Regions from separate parts of the Mus musculus genome. Here region 1 is linked to region 2. Evidence: chromatin contacts called from public promoter capture Hi-C data. All regions are on one chromosome and are shown on one strand. The core of a region is the stretch at or near the end of the contact, and the rest is flanking DNA. Distances in the headings are between cores, read along the strand shown. Region 1 holds the start of 4931428F04Rik (RIKEN cDNA 4931428F04 gene). Region 2 holds the start of Slc35e1 (solute carrier family 35, member E1).

Evidence for each region. Promoter capture Hi-C pulls out the DNA fragments that hold promoters and counts their contacts.
Region 1: a promoter capture Hi-C map of cranial neural crest shows a contact between it and region 2. The contact joins the promoter of 4931428F04Rik here to the promoter of Slc35e1 in region 2. A contact is called at or near these places in 2 of 39 promoter capture datasets (the HPC-7 cell line and cranial neural crest) and 1 of 9 other capture datasets (pancreatic islet).

Annotation. Positions count from the first base shown.
Region 1 is chr8:105,287,394-105,291,324 of GRCm38.p6, reverse strand. It overlaps 4931428F04Rik (RIKEN cDNA 4931428F04 gene), which reads left to right and starts at 1,797. Exons shown (of 8, transcript NM_028888.2): 1 at 1,797-1,921; 2 at 2,160-2,556. Exoc3l (exocyst complex component 3-like) reads left to right here. Exons shown (of 14, transcript NM_177788.5): 10 at 273-402; 11 at 521-643; 12 at 721-876; 13 at 969-1,093; 14 at 1,175-1,402. The coding sequence ends at 1,364.
Region 2 is chr8:72,490,969-72,495,052 of GRCm38.p6, reverse strand. It overlaps Slc35e1 (solute carrier family 35, member E1), which reads left to right and starts at 2,439. Exons shown (of 6, transcript NM_177766.3): 1 at 2,439-2,887; 2 at 3,141-3,211. The coding sequence starts at 2,467. It overlaps Med26 (mediator complex subunit 26), which reads left to right. Exons shown (of 3, transcript NM_027485.4): 3 at 1-495.

The sequences.
Region 1 (3,931 bases), core at 548-3,047, about 33 Mb before region 2:
ATACATGCGGGGAATTTTTACTCTTTTAAGAGCTCCCCTCTAAAACAAAATAAAAGGAAGAATAACTTAACTTGAGGTTACATTAGAGGCAAGTCCGCTGGGCATACTCTTCCTAGCCTTACAGAATACCTGAGCCCTTCATAAATTCAGAGCCGCCCTTTCCGCCCCAGCTCCCACCAGACACTGTACCACAAGGTGGCGCCAGAGTGGATGAATCCTAGAGGGCCATGCGAGCCTTGGCCTTGGTCCTGAAGTCACACTTTTTGGTCCAGATCTTCGGTCTCGGTCCTGCTGCCGGACGGGGAAGCTTCCGGGGTCTTAGCTCCAGTGGAAGCTGCGCTGGACGACGTACAAAGGAGGATCTGCCGCCTGGTTTTGGAAGTACTGCAGGTTGAGCTCCAGGTGAGGTCGCCATCCCAGTCTAGATTGGTAGTGTGAGGGAGAAACACGGTCTATTTATGGTGGCCTCTACGGGATCCGGATCATTTCCCTAGCCCTGTCTGTGCTATGCTTTCCCTAGCCCCTGTTCTCCGCTCTGCCCTCGCGCCGGTGGCTATTGAGTTCTGAGTTGCTAGATGGTGTGTGTGAGCAGACGTCGCACTTCTGCCAGGACTTCTGGCGCGTACGGAAGCCTGGTGTTCAGGTAGGGCGAGGAGAGGAAAGCTGGGGAAGGGGTTGTGCTGGTGGGACCCTATATTCAAACTGATTACTGTCCTGCAGCTGCTGCTGGCAGAGGCGGAACGAACCGTGGTGTTACAATACCTAAGGGCTCTGATGCAGGGCCGCCTAGTGTGCCGCGGTACGGACGAGCGGAGCCAGGCGGCTGAGCGACTTCGGCAGGATGCTGCCCAGCTCAAAGAGCTTTTCCTTGGTTTGGTGAGAGCTCATTGGGAGGGCAGACAGTCGAGGATCTCTGTAGTTGGGTGGGAGCCGAGGGCCCGCTGGAAACCCTGTTCCCATGTGTTCAGGGCCTGGAAGAGAGCGCTCACTGCGCGCCCGTCCTGCTCGCGCTGAGGGAACTGCTCAACCTCCACGACCCCACACTGCTTGGCCTCGAGGTGGCAGGCTTGAGGCAGCAATTTCCCGACGTGAGGTGCGAGGAAGGGGACAGGGGAGGAACGGCCCAGGAGGACGAGGGAGGGCTGGGCTGACGCACGTGGTGGTATTCCTGCAGCGAGGATCACGTCTCTGCCCTCTTGGACCTGCGCGGAGACGTGTCCCGAGAGCATCGTCAGGCAGCACTCAGTTCGCTGCAGGCGGGTCCACCGCCCTCACCGTCCACTGGCCGCCGGGCGCTCTTCAGCCTGGTACCGACGCCTACGCCCTCCCTGTCCTCCTGCCTCCCTTCAGGTCCCTGCTCCTGACACCCATCTGTTTGCGTAATAAAGCCACGTCTACGACACGTCTGAATCTATGTGTTGGGGGCGCGCCGGTGAAAGCAACAGTGCAATTAGGGGTCCGTGCACAGTGGTACATCTATAATCCTGGCTGAATCCTAGTATTCTGGCAGCATCTCACCTATGCAGACATCTGCTCTCTTTGTGGACTGCGTGCCCCGAACCCTGGGCTCCCGTGGAGTACTCACTTCCTATGTATCTACTACCGGCAAGCAGTAAATGGTTTCATCGCCCTCGCCAGTCGCTTTAGAAGCGCGGAAGTTTGAAGAGGGGGAAGTCTAGGACCAGACGCGGTCCAGGGGCGCAGGGTGGCAGCGAATCCCGCCCCTCTTCGCACGTTTGGCTCCGCCCACAGCGAGCTTAAGCACGCCCCCTACGGCGGAGACGGACGTGGCCCTTGCGTCTTCGTGTGAGCGTGCGCGCGCCCGAGTGCGCGTGTCTTTGGCGCGGGCTTCCATGGTCTCGGCGGCCAGCGATCGGCTTTGAGGAGCAGGAACTGCGGGCAGCAAAAGAGGCGTGATCAGGTGGGGGCGCGGCACGCGGACCGAACCCCTACCCCACTCCAAAAACCGAGACTAAATATGACTAAGACTTCACCCTTCTTGATTTACCAGGGAATTCCCCCAAGTCCATTGTCTCCTAGCTCCGCCCTCCATTGGGCACGCCCTTCACCCTGTCTCACGCCCTTTATTTGTCTTCAGGGCACGCCCTCCCAGAGCTCTTGGTTCCTATTGGTTGTTTTCCCACGTTATCTCTTTCCAGGGGTTCTTATTGGTGTGGGCCACACCCTCTCATTTGTCACCAGACCCCGCCTTCAGCAGTCAGGGACTCCAGCCTCACCCTGAATTCATTCATTCTGCAACTAGTGAGTGCGTGGGACGAGAGGGTGAATCAGACCCTTCCTGACCTCGGGGAGTTCAGGGCACGGTGGGGAAATATGGATCTAGCCTCCAGCCATGACAGCCTAGGGCTGTCAAGAAGCCATCAAGACCCTGGGACCCTTTACACATCGGGAAGGCTTCCCAGAGAAAGTGAGGCCTAAACCGGGCCCTGAAAAAAATGGTTAAGAGGTTGCTCCAGGGACACATTGGCAAAAGAATTCTTGGCAGAAGAACCTGAGACGTGAAAGAAACAGGTGAATTCTGGTAATTACGTGGAGGTAGGTGGAATGAACGAAGGGAAAATGGAAGAACTGGCCCATATAGTGGTCAGTAGACATCCAGAAAAGTATACAGTTTGAGGGTGAATGAGATCTGAGACTAGAAGTCATTTTTTAAGCAGCCGATCACTAGGTAAGGTGGAGGAAGACTCCGAGAAGGAGGAGGATGCCGGGGTGGGGGTGGGGGGAGTCTAAACAGGGTATCTAAGTTTGCGAAAGGAATGATTATAGTATTTTTGCTTTAGAGGTCTATTTTTATTATTTCTGGGTATGGGTATATGCATGTGCCCGTGGAGGCCAGAAGAGGGCCTTGGGTCTCCTGCAGCTGGAGTTAGCCTGCGTGGACACTAGGAACTGGATTTGGGTTCTCAGGGAGAGCAGCAAGTCTCTCCAGCTCCATGATTTAGTTCTTACAAGGACTCAGGTTCATCCATGGATCACAGTGGATTACAGTGCTGGATCAGGGACTGTTCTGGGTTCTGGAAGCACAGTTGCACATTATAGAAAGGAAAACCCAGATAAAGCCTTCAGATCTGCCATGCAGACAGTGAGCTAGCTGCAGTAGACTTCAGAGACAGCAACAACTACAGAAAAAGCTTAGTTCCAGGAGAGAGAGGAGGTTTGCTCTTTTGTAGAGATTTGCTAGTGCTGACTTTCTTTTATTCTTCTTTCCCTTTTTTTTTTCCTCTCTGTTTAAAGCTTTTAAAGACAGGTATTGCTGCATAGCCCAGGTTGGCCTGGAATTCACAATTCTCTTGTTTCAGCCTCAAGTGCTGGGATTACAGACATGTGCCACTACATCTGACAAGCTTTTCTTCTGTTTTTAATTTTTTTTTTATTAAAACACTTCCATGTAGTTTGATCATGTTTTTATCCACACACCCAAACTCCTCCCAGACCAACTTTCTCTCTCTCTCTCTCTCTCTCTCTCTCTCTCGTGTGTGTGTGTGTGTGTGTGTGTGTGTGTGTGTGTGTGTGTGTGTGTATGTCTAGGGCATCTCTTCTAATATGATATTTATGAAGATTTTTAAGAAAGTGACAAGTGACCCATGCTATTCTGGGGTGTGTGTGTGCGCACATTTTTATACAATGGGTATGTTCCGTTTAAAGTACCTGTTAAATAGTAAAGATACCTTGAAGATTGGGTATGTTGGCTTAATCCTGACCCAAGACTAGAGAGGTTGAAGTAGGAAGATGGTGAGTTGAAGGCCACATGGGCTACATAGGGATGCTCTGTCTAAAGCAAAGTTAGATAGGTGTGAAGAGTGTTGATCCTGGTCTTAAGGGAGGAGTCCAAACTGATTTATTTAAAACCATGATAGTGAAGTTGGGTATGGAGGTCAGTGGTTGAGGGTTTGCTTAATGTGTACAAGGC
Region 2 (4,084 bases), core at 1,190-3,689:
ACCCTGGTGTTGTGTGGGTGGGCCAGCCTCACCCACACTGCACAGTCGTCTGCCCATTTGTATATGGTTTCAGTTCAGTCCCAGTTCTTAAAAGAAATGCTGCAGAAACTTGAGTTTTCTCATTTATTTCATTCTCTTTTTTCCCCTACCACCAGCCAAATGACTTTTCCTTCCCTTCTTTCCTTTTCTGCACAACTCTAGAAAAATGCCATCTTTCTAGAGTCTTTAACCCACAAAGTTCCCGAGGGTGCTACTGGTGTGAGTTGCCCTGGTGGGCTAGGGAAGAGCCGTCTGTTGGCTGGAAACACTCATAACCATTCCTTTAGATTCGTTTGCCTTATGGTCATAAACGCGATTTGCAAAAACAAGGAGCCTTAGTGAATGTACAGTACCTAGACTTCTGTGTTCGCGCAGAAGGGAGCAACTTTGCTATTTGGTCCAGTAAGTGGACAACTTGTGATATAAATGTGGAAATAAAAAAAATATTTGCACAAACCAGTTTTGGAATCATTTCTCATTTGCACATGTATAGCTAAATCTGGCCTTTCCTACAGGGGTAAGTGCCTGGAGCCCACATCCATACCTACTATGCCAGCCTTGGTGACATCCCTTTAGCTTTATTTTGTAGCGGCAGGCAGGGCCTCTCTATCTGCTTTTCATTGATTCATGGTCAACAACATCCCCTTGGTCACCCACCTAGAGGAGCCTCTTAGTGACATGGTGTACACCTTCCCTGCCCATCAGGGAGATTGCATGGCCCAGATGTACATAACTATTTTCTGGCCCTAGCCCTGGGCTAGCAGCTGCAGGCAGACCCAAGGCTGCCTCCATACCTGACAGGTGTCCACTAAGATGTCACCTTCGTTATATAGTAATGATCTACCCCCTCTCTCCCACATACACAATTAAGCCAAGATTAGGTGTCTAGTATTTTTTTTTCACTCATCCATATCTTCTTAATTTCAAAGATAACAGTTATTCATAAAACAGCAGCTTCATGGTTTAAGTCTTAGAACATACCTCCTGGTCTGGTTGGTACCAAAGCCAACCCAGAACCCGTTTCAGAGCCAGTAGGAATTTCTGAGGTTTGTTGCAGAATGGCCCCACTCCCCATTACAGGGCCATTTGAGGAGGTGAAACCACAGCTGGGTTGCCCTGAGTACATGTACCTGTTGTGAAATGAAAAAGCTTCCAGAGTTGCCAGGGCCAAATCCAATATGAAATAAAAGCAACCAAAACACATCAGTGGGGCCATCTGACACTGCTCTGTCCAAAGATCCTAATTCCTCTTGTATTTAGTTTGTGACAAAGGCCTTAGGGTACAAAGCCCAGCGTCCTATCACCATATTCTTAAACTCCTGCTTTGGGAGGGACCAGGCCATTTTCTACTCAGATCCACAAGGACTGCCACATGTGTGATGAGTATCCAGCAAACCCCAGGGTACAACACAGTCTACCTTGAAGAACGGGTGAGTAGCTACGCATGGTGCTCAGGAGGCGGAGGCAGGCAAATCTCTGAGTTCGAAGCTAGCCTAATCTACAAATCGAGTCCATGACAGCCAGGAATCTGTTACACAGAGAAAAGCAAACCAAAACATAGGTGAGGTAGAAAGACACCCTGGCATTCAAGGAGACGCTGTAAAGGAGAATATTGAGGTTGGCGAGATGGCTCAGCAAATAAACGCTTGCTGCCAGAGTTAGTTTCTTTTCCTGGATGCACATGGTAGAAAAGAGACAAAAGACTCAACTCGTCTGACCTCAATATGTGTATACACACGCTCGTGCCCGCCTCCATAAATGAACACATTTTAAGGAGCGCGAACAACTATTCTCCCTCACTTAAAAGCACACGATCTTGGGAATCGAGTTTTGTAAGTCTAGTCCTGCCTTCGTGGTTTTGCCCAGCATCGTACCGGTCAGCTGAGCTCTTAAGACACTGTCGCAGGAGACACTTAACCCTGGATTTCTCTCGGTTGGTCTGTGAGGGGAAATTGACACCTACCGCACAGCTTCCGAGGACCCGGCGTAGTCCAGAGGATTTACCGCAATCGGTTTCTTTTCTTCTAAAAGATCTAAGCCCTGTCTACGCCCCAGGCACGCGGCTTCCACAGCCTCAAGTGGGCGGGCCCGCGTCGCCCGGCACCTCCCACGGAGTCCTGCCAGTCACCGGAGAGAACGTAACGCGCTTAACCCACCCGCGGGCCCTACGGCCCGCCTTCCGGGCTTAGCCCCGCCCCCTCCCGGAAAGCGTTTAAGTGAGGGTAGGGCCCTCGCCGACGACGTGTACGGGCGCGTCGGCGGACGCGCGACGATGACGTATGGGGCGGTGGCCAATGGCGAGCGGCGATGACGCAAGGGCCAGGGGCCAATGGTGAGCGGCGTCTGCCGGCGCGCCCTCCAGGGCTGTCCCGCCCCCTGCCCGCGTCCGGCGGTCGTCCGGCGGGAAGGGGCGGCCGCTCGGGCAGGATGGCGGCGGCGGCAACCGCGGGTCCCGGCGCGGGCGCAGGGGTCCCGGGCGCGGGTGGCGGCGGCGGGGCGCGCGAGGGTGCGCGGGTGGCGGTGCTGTGTCTACTATGGTACGCGCTGAGCGCGGGCGGTAACGTGGTCAACAAGGTGATTTTGAGCGCCTTCCCGTTCCCGGTCACCGTGTCGCTGTGCCACATCCTAGCGCTGTGCGCGGGGCTGCCGCCGCTGCTGCGCGCCTGGCGCGTGCCGCCCGCGCCACCCGTGTCGGGCCCCGGACCCGGCCCGCATCCGGCGTCCGGCCCGCTGCTGCCGCCGCGCTTCTATCCGCGTTACGTACTGCCGCTTGCCTTTGGCAAGTACTTCGCGTCGGTGTCGGCGCACGTCAGCATCTGGAAGGTGCCGGTCTCCTACGCGCACACCGGTAAGTGCTGAGGCGGGCTTTGCGCGCTGTCTGGGGCTTCGAAGTGTGGGTACGAGTGCGCGGGCCGTCTGACTGAGACGCCGCCAAGGTGCGTCGGATTCTCACGTTGGAAAAGGTCTGAGGAGTTTACCGAGCGCCTAGCAGAATTGACTCCAGCTATTGGGATCGAGAGGAAGCCTTACAGAAGGAAGGTTCAGGGTCGGGTGTGCAGGTTGCCAGGACTGCCCACTGAGTGCCTTTTCCTCTCTTGCAGTCAAGGCCACCATGCCCATCTGGGTGGTCCTCCTGTCCCGGATCATCATGAAGGAGAAACAGAGCACCAAGGTAACTCTGGCAGAAGCCCTGGGCTAGGCGGGATTCCCAGTAGCTGACCAGGTTGATGACGTGGTTGGACCGTGGCATCCTCCTGCTTCCTGTCAAATAAGGAAGTCAAGGTGTCAGCCTTGTCCTGTGGCTAGCACCTAGCATCCCGCACTCACCTTTCAGACAGCAGATGTGTGTGTGAATGGGGCGATATCACCACATAATCTCTTGCTTGTTGTCCCTGAGCGCCACATCCCTCTGGCGTCCACTGTTCTTTTCTGTTATGATTCCGACTCTGGGATTGGTGGTAGGTGATGTCTTTGGTTCCATTTTAGCAAGTCACCAACAAATTAAGTTGGGACAAGTTTTCCTTCTCTTATTTTATTTTCTAATGTTTATTTATGTGTGTGTGTTGTGCATTGCCACGTGTATGGAAGTCAGAGGACAGTTTTCACCTTGTGGATACCTGGGATCAGATTCAAGTTGTCAGGCCTGGTCCTGACGAACTTACAAACTATCATGTCCTAGTTTTTCTGTCACTAGACAGAATGGTTGGTAGGGGTTGTCTGGATCTGATGTGAGTAGGCCAAAGGAGTTTGACCGTGGCAGAATCTAGCCAGTTTGTAGAAACTAAAACTTTACAAAGCCTGGCATGGTGCCATGGGTCTGTCTTCCCAGCACTTGAGAGGCAGAGGCAGGAGAATAAGGAGTTCTAGACACACACCTTTAACACAGCACTCTGGAGGCAGAGGCAGGAGGATTTCTGAGTTGGAGGTCAGCCTGGTCTACATGGTAAGTTCCAGGACTCTGTAGAGAGACCCTGTCTCAAAATTAATTAATTAATTAATTAATTAATTGGAAGAAAGAAGGGGCAAAAGAAAATATGGTTGTAGC